Linked DNA regions of Ovis aries: region 1 is linked to region 2. The links are chromatin contacts, called in public Hi-C maps. All regions are on one chromosome and are shown on one strand. Each heading gives the region's core, a stretch centred on a gene start, on an enhancer-like site or on the middle of the called end of the contact. The rest is flanking DNA. Distances are from core to core; before and after follow the strand shown.

Region 1 (3,862 bases), core at 610-3,109, 160 kb before region 2:
AATTCCTCCAAATTCGCCTGCACTTCATGCCTCCATTTCCTCATGCTTTGCTCACTCTCACCCAGTCTCCTGAGGCTTCAAGGTCTCTGGTGACAACCTGTGCTCAGCCATGGGTGTATCCTCCTTGACTTTCTGACACCTTGCTTTCCTGCTTTGCTTCCTTATGCTCTTTCTCCATTTGCTTCCTGGTAGCCTTTTCTCTGTTTATCCCTTAGAAACTGAGTTTCCTGGAGTTCACTCACCCTGTGTGTGCACACCCTGCCCATGGCTTCAGTGACCACCTATGGGCACATGACTTCCAAATATCCTGAGCTGCAAGTCCACTGGGTACATGGCTGCTGGTGAAGTACCCACCAGGTTTGCTCTCAACGGAGAGGAGATGCGGTCATTATCTCCAAGACCTCTGTCTCACTTGCCCCTTCCTCCATCCTCAGCCACCATCCAAGGGCTTTGTCCTTTGTCCATGTTGTCCGTTTCTCCCCAATTTTACCACCATCTCTAGATTCATGCCTCATTGCTTAGCTTCCTCAAACATGCCCTATACAGTCTGTTCCTGGTTTTCTGAACAATATCTGATTTCATTGCCTCTGGGCCTTTTTGCATGCTTTACCAACCCCCTCACTACGTGCAAATTCCTAGCCTCAGCTATTTCCTTCTAGAAGTCTTCTCTGACTAGGCAGGGTTCAAGCCCCTCCTAGTGTGTGATCAGACTACACATATGGAAAACTGGCTGCCTATCTTGCCTGTTGGACCCAAGATCCCTGAGGGCACAGAATCTTAGGCAGTGTTTGTTGAAAAAATACAACAAATTCCACTTGCAGCTGAAACTCTACTCCCATATCTCTGGACCTTCTCGGCTTTTGGCTCCCCATCATACACAGGCCACTGAATTTCCTTCCATGCTAGGTGATCTTGGGCAAACCCCTGCCCCTCCCTGAGGCCCCAGCCTGTTAGCCTACCCTGCCCCGCTCTAAGCCTGAAACTTCCTGGAAGGAGAGGATGCCCCTAAACTTCTCCACCCCAAGTTGTGTGGCAGCTAGGCTGCTCCTGGAGCCAAGACTCAGCCTTCAGGGAGACTTCCACATCTCATCATCAGGAGGAACTTTCAGGAAGAGTGTGGACATAGCAATCTCTTATTCCCCAGTAGGGGCTCTACTCAGGCTAAGACCCACTCCTGTAGGGAACCCCAAAGAACCCATAAACCCCATACTTACAAAGATGAGCATATTGAAGAGGATCATCATGACCTTAATGAAGCTGAAGCACCCCATGGTGGCTCCTGGGAGGCAGACATGTGGGAATTAGGATCTCGCTCCCTGCCCGCCTGCCCCAGCCTGGACTGACATACCAGACTCCAGCATCCTGGACTCACATATTTACCGAGCTTCTGCCTCTGGACTCTGATGTCTCTGGACTCTGACACCTCAGGATTTTCCCCAGTTCCCATCCTGATACCCCTAACTTTCTGGACTGCCCAGGACCTCTACTAACACCTGACACTTTGAAATTCTAACATCCCACGTGTGTCCATCCCACACTCACCCTGAGCCTGATTCCCCCACTTCAGGGTCACTCCATGTCGTTACCTGGCTCCAGCTTACCCTGGACTTTCCACTCCCACCACCCCAGACCAATCCTAGACTCTTCCAGGACCCTCCCCATGGCCCTTCCAGCTCCCCAAACCTGTTTCCAGATTGCTCTCTCTTCGCAGGAGAGTCTATCCTATGCCATCACCTGGTCGGGGGTCCTGGTAGTAAGTTCTGTAGGAGGGATCCGCTGAGGCTCCAGAGAGGACCACGGCTCCAGGGGAACTGCCACTGAGTGGGCAGGCGGGAGACAGCGCTGGCTCTCACGGCACTGCTCACCTGTGGGCGGGGCAGGAGCTTTAAAGGCTCCTTCTGCCCGCCCCCCGCCCCCGGTTGGCCTGCCCCTGCTGCCCCCTGCTGCTTGCCGCTTCCTCCCCACAGCCCCGGCAGCCTCTGGCCTCCGCCTGGCAACGCCAAGCACAACAACGCCCCTCCTGATCTGAGTAAGACAACTGTCTGGGGCTGAGGTGAGCAGCCCCCTAGAACCGTGTACCTTCCACAGCAAGGCACAGCTGCTTCCTAACCTGCACCTGCCGAGTCGGCCGGACACATCCTACATGCTCGCAGGTACACACACCTGCCCAAGCTGTATATTCACACCCACATACACAATGCACACTTGCACAGGCACACACACCTGTGAACTCTGTGTGGGCTGGCTCCTAGCGACAATCCACAGAGCAACATCTGAGATACATACTGGAGCTCTCTCTCTCACACGCACACACCCCACACTCATGCAGGCATGCCCACACATGCTTTCAAGGAAGTGACCAGGCTTGGCATTTTCTCCCCTACTCTGAGTGGCAAACAAACGACTCTTCCTCTTTCTCCCTCCACGAAACTTCAACCCATCTTTTCTCTCTCTGCGTCTTTCCTCCCTCCCCACACTTTTTCTCTCCTCTGTCCTCTCAGCATTCTGTATACACCCTTTCCATTCCTACCAGCAGAGGGCACCATGGTCCAACAAAAGCGCTGCCCTCCCCTGAAAGCTCTGCAGCTCTGTTATCCCCATCTTCACGAGTCCCTTCCCGGCTGCTGATGTTGAGCTGCTGGGAAAGTTTTGGCTTTTAAGTCACTCAAGCCAAGTGCTCCAATCCTGGTTCTGTTGCTTATTAGCTGTGTGACCCTGGGGGCATTTCTTAGACTTGGGTTTGAGCCTCTATTTCCTGGTCTGTATAACAGGATAGTTACAGGGTTTTAAGACGAGATTAAAAATGAGATTTTTCTTCCCATTCTGGGACAGAAGCGAATGACCACAGAGTGAAAAGTTCAGAACAAAGAGAGTCACAGCCAGAGGGGGTGTGGGGTGGAAGATTTTTAATTTGTTTTTATAATGGGAGGAGGCAGCTGAAGAGACAGGAAAGAGAGGAAGGCTGTTAACGTGAATATTTGTACAGATCATGTTTTCAACGTGTAACTTATATCGTAGGGTTTTTTTCACCTTTCACAATAATCCTATAAGAGTCTCTTTTCATCTGCTTTTTCAGTATGGGGAAAGAGAGAGATACAGAAAGTTAAGTGCACATTTCTGAATGAATGAATGAATGAATGAATGAATGAATGCAGAATGTGCTGTGTGCTCAGTTGCTCAGTCGTATCCAACTGTGACCCCAGGGGTTGTAGCCCACCGGGCTCCTCTGTCCTTGGGATTCTCCAGGCAAGAATACTGGAGCGGGTTACCATTTCCTCCTCCAGGGGATCTTCCCAACCCAGGGATTGAACCCAGTGTCTCCTGCAATGACAGACGGATTCTTTACCGCTGAGCCACTTGGGAAGCCTTGACTGCAGAATAGCAGGAGTTAAATGTCTGGGCTTTGGACCTTGGCCATCCCAGATCTGAATCCTTGCCTGCCTCTAGTTGTGTGACTTCACTCAACTAAGCCTCGGTTTCCTTGTACAGTCGATTTTCATCATTCACGGATTTCACATCTGTGAATTTACCCGCTCGCAAAATGATCTGTAAGTCCAGAGCACACTCATGGCACTTTAGTGGTCATCCATGTCCGTGTGTAGAGCAGCAAAAAAATTCAAGTTGTGCAATACGCTTGTTCTCTGATGAGGTTGAACAAGGGGATGCTCTGCTTTCTTGTTTCGGCTCTCATAATATAAACAAGTGTTCTTTTTGTGGCCTACTTATTGTCTGTCACTTTTTTGCACTTATGTGCTTTTTGTTGGTGATTTTGCTATTAAATACCCTGCTCCAGCATAATACTGAAGTGCTCTCTAGTGTTCCTAAGTACAAGAAGACTGTCATGTGCCTTGCGAAGAAAATA
Region 2 (3,862 bases), core at 773-3,272:
CTTGAAAATAAAAGGAAAACCAGAGACTGTTAGTTTTAGCAGACACTAAAATTGGTCAGTGTAATTCCCTTTTGCCCTGCCCTTGTTTCTCAGAGATGAGGAATAGTGTTCTTTTTGTGGGCTGGTGAGCTTTGAATTATAAAATGAAGTTGGTGCTTGTGTGGTGGTGTTTTCTTAGCCTAAAGAATGATCTGTTGTTTGAAACCTTTGTAACTTGTGTGTATGAGTAAAGAAAAGGTGCAATCCAGTGCTTTTAGATGGCTTGATATACCAAATAATGATCTAGAGCAACATTCTTCTGTGTGCTTCCACAAGTTGAAAGGTCCTGCAGAAACAGTCAACGTGTTTAATTTCCCGTCATCTCCTGTCCTTTTCTGGGTAGGGCCAGGGGAGCCATAGGTGGCTAGGGCTGTGGCTAGAAGGGAGCCAGCTGTGGTCAGGGACTTCAGTAGGTCCCAGGCCCCCGGGGCTCTGGTGTCCCAAGCAAGGGCCTTACCCCACCCTTGTGCTTCCAGATAGTGGTTGCTGAAACTTCTGCAAGGAGAGGAACGGATGGCTTGGCATTCAGACTGTTAGCTGAAGTCATCTGGAAGCTGTTCTTTGCCTTTTTTGTGATCCTGCCATTAAGATGATGTACACAGACTGTCCTCATGCTCCAGTGGCCCTGACTTTAGGCCAGGAACCTTCTACTTCGTGTGGTTTAAGCCTTCCAGCTGAGTGAAGCTGGGGCAGATGGAGTTGGGGCAGCATCTACTCCTACCTCCATCGTGCTCCACCCCCATCAGTCAACACTCATTTGACAGACAAGAGGGTCCAGCTGCCTCTGAGCCAATCCTAGAGCCGTAATAGGCTTGAATGAGTCAGCTGTTTGAGCCCAAAGCTGTGCAGTCAGGCTTCCTGGTTGAGTAGGGAAGTCAGTATCTGAGTCTTATTGAATCAGGTTTACACCTAGGGGAGCTCCAGTTTGGGGGATGAAAGAAAAATTTCGCTTTCCCTGAGCACTTATCTTGGTGACAGGATCTAGAATGTGCCACAGTGTAGATAGAAATAGATTAAAATCTGGGGGAGAACCTCCCGTTACTAACAATGAAGACAGAAAGGCAAGGGGGCATATCTTTGGCTTTTCCTTGGTTACGTTGCAGTTTCAGGACTGGATGAGGCAGACAGATGAAACCTCCTGCAATGGCTCTGTTCTAACCTGAGCCCTTAACTGATACCAGCCAGCTGGACATTCCTTCCCTAGATGGCCAGATTGAAATCTTGCTAAGAGTTTTACTGAGAAATAAGGCCAGACCAACTACTGTGAGGCATGCCTGATGGCTTTGTGGCTTAAGCAGTTAGATGCTCAAGATGGGGTGCCAGGAATGCCTTCTTTCTGGTATTAAAATTTAGTGTGTTCTGGTTATCTCTTAAATGAGAACAAGAACCAGGATACACGCTGTAACGTTGAACCATGCTGTGCTGCTTGTCAGGCAGCATTAAGGGTGCATAGGGAGCAAGCAAGCGCGCTCTGTCGCCTGCACTTGGGCTGGTTGTGGAGGAGGGCCACTCATTTTTAAGTCCTGCATTCCTTCACCTGTTTGTTGCTTTCCTGTTTTTCATTCTTGAATTTGTCGCTTTGTGGGAACTAAGACTTAGGGATCATTTGAGAAGTTTGAAAGTCTCTTTTCTGACTAGTTGCCACATGGTTTGCTTGATCTTGACCAGTGGAGATAGCAGAGGGACCAGTCTGCTAACCCCTGGGAGGGTAGTATGCAGCTCCTTTATCCTATGGTCCTGGCCTCCTTCATCAGAACTTAGCTCCATGTCTTATCCCATGATCTGGGCCCTGGGATTCTCACTTGGCATCTTCAGTGCAGTCTCATTGAGTCAGAGGGTAAAAAAACAGTCCAAGACCAGAGGGGCTCATTGTCTTCCTGGCTAGGGAAGCTGGCCACCAGCATGGAAGCAGCTCGAGGCTGGCTGGACACTGGTCAGAGGCCTATCTATTCTGGGTGGAGCTTTCATCACAGAACAATGCTCTGTCTCCATCTGGCCACAGATGCTAACTCAGCCTCGACCATAGCTCAGGCCTGTATAGACTAGCGGTGTCCTTACCCCTAATTTGGCCAAGATTGAGGACTTCTGATACCGCCCCTACTCTGTCTCCAAGCCTCGATGAGACCCTCACAGGCTTTGCAGAAGCTCTGAGAACCAGTGTGGTGTCTTCCATGGGTCTCCTTGCCGCAAGGAACGAGCCTCATTGGTCCTTTTGGGCCAAGAACTGCATCTGGGCAAATTACTGTTTTTTCGAGGTGTTTTCTGTTGCCAGTTAAGACTCCTTATTAGCTAGCTCTCTGTGAGGCTTCAATGGCCTCAAGCAGAGGGTCCAGATGGGGGCCTAGCTGGGCCCTCTGCTGTCAACTGCTCAGCCTTGCTCTAGCTCCAGCCACTTGTGACGAAAAACAACCTTGTTTCCTTGCAAATTGCAGCATGTGACTTTGGTGCCCTGTTGTTACTTGTGAAAAACCTATTCTTCTGTTGTCTTTGATGTAGTCAAAAAAATTCATGTAGTTACGTAAAAATATCTGATTCACAAGGAAGCCAACTATATGTCTTGTGTTGGGACAGTTCATAATGTAGTTCCTAGACCACTTTTGCAAATTGTTCTTGTCACCAGGGGTGTTCAGACATTGCTGTGCAGTTGTGGGGGAGGGTGGGGGGAAGGCGAGGGGAGATACTTTTTGGTCTTTTTGTTTTTTACCTTCCCCAAGAGGGGACAGTCTGGCCAACTTGCTCCAGTAATGCAATAAAGACATTGCAATAAAGCACCTTTTGTTTTCATGCTATGGAGAGGTGGGCTGGGGTGGGGGCAAAAGGGAGAGGACTGGGGTACTGAAAAGTCCTGAAGCTGCCAAACCTTCTCTCCCATGAGCACCAGAAGATCGGTCCTGGGGCTGAACTGGGGCTGCAAAAATGCTTCCACCAACCCTGGGGGACTCAGAAACTAGCCCTGAGAAAGTTTAACATTGGAGCCCGTTCATCGCCACCCCATTCCTATTAGAAAGCCCACTGAGTTGATTCTTATCATATCTCTTTGCCCAGAATGTGTTTGCACATTCTGTTGTGGGGGTAGAGGATGTGGGCTGACTTACAGTGTGTCCTCTTGTGCCCCAGGCCCTGTCACCCTCCTACCACAACACTTTGTTGAGGTCCCTACGTGTTGGGAACATAATCAGCAAACATGACCACCACCCTGGGCAACAGGCACTTCGGTTCTTATCCCGGTCACTCAGGCCCCACCCACACGTACTGAACTGCAGATCAGACTGACAGGTGCTAATCTGTTGTTCTAAATGACCTTGCCTATATTCTTCCTCCCAGCTATACTTAGCTACAGAGCACCCTCAAGGCCAGTGCTAGAAACCATGGATAATTTCCCCTAATTCCAAGAGTTCTTCCCACTCTCAGCATGGGATACTCAGACTCCTATCTCCAGCCCAGTCCTCTCTCCTGGACTCCACCTGCTGGCTGGATAGTGCCACCGGCCCCTTGGATGTCCCACAGGAGTTTATTCAGAGGAAACATGCTTGGCTATGAATGCCCTGACCTTCCTACCACCACACCTGTCAGCAGTCCACAGCCACGTCACTGCTCTCCCTCTCACCTGTTTAGCCCTCCTCCTCCTGAAAGCCAGTCTCGCCAGCTGTATTTTGGCTCCTCTTTTTCTCTCTTCTCAGGACTCTACCATGAGTTTACCTATTGTTTCCTCTCAGCTGGTTGGGTATCTCTCACTCACTACTCAATCCTTTATCTCTTCAGGGGAAACCTTTTTAAAAACATTTAAGTTTTTGTCTTTATTTCCTCACTCCTCAAGTTTTTC

What was found. Hi-C and Micro-C count contacts between places; a contact is called where the count stands out from the background.
Region 1: a Hi-C map of hypothalamus shows a contact between it and region 2, with 6 times the contacts expected there. The contact joins the promoter of TSPAN1 here to the enhancer-like site in region 2. A contact is called at or near these places in 13 of 16 Hi-C or Micro-C datasets (blood, hypothalamus, liver and 6 more).

Annotation. Positions count from the first base shown.
Region 1 is chr1:20,773,712-20,777,573 of ARS-UI_Ramb_v3.0, reverse strand. TSPAN1 (tetraspanin 1) reads right to left here and starts at 1,859. Exons shown (of 7, transcript XM_060407109.1): 1 at 1,735-1,859; 2 at 1,215-1,279. The coding sequence starts at 1,271.
Region 2 is chr1:20,613,196-20,617,057 of ARS-UI_Ramb_v3.0, reverse strand. It overlaps PIK3R3 (phosphoinositide-3-kinase regulatory subunit 3), which reads left to right. Exons shown (of 10, transcript XM_042247340.2): 10 at 1-2,807. Among named protein-coding and RNA genes, the nearest start is that of TRNAC-ACA, 67 kb to the left of the region's middle. Within about 2 kb of position 2,022, at least 4 of the 54 cell types and tissues checked have an H3K27ac peak or open chromatin away from gene starts, as enhancers often do. A contact at or near this core is called in hypothalamus, where this site is marked.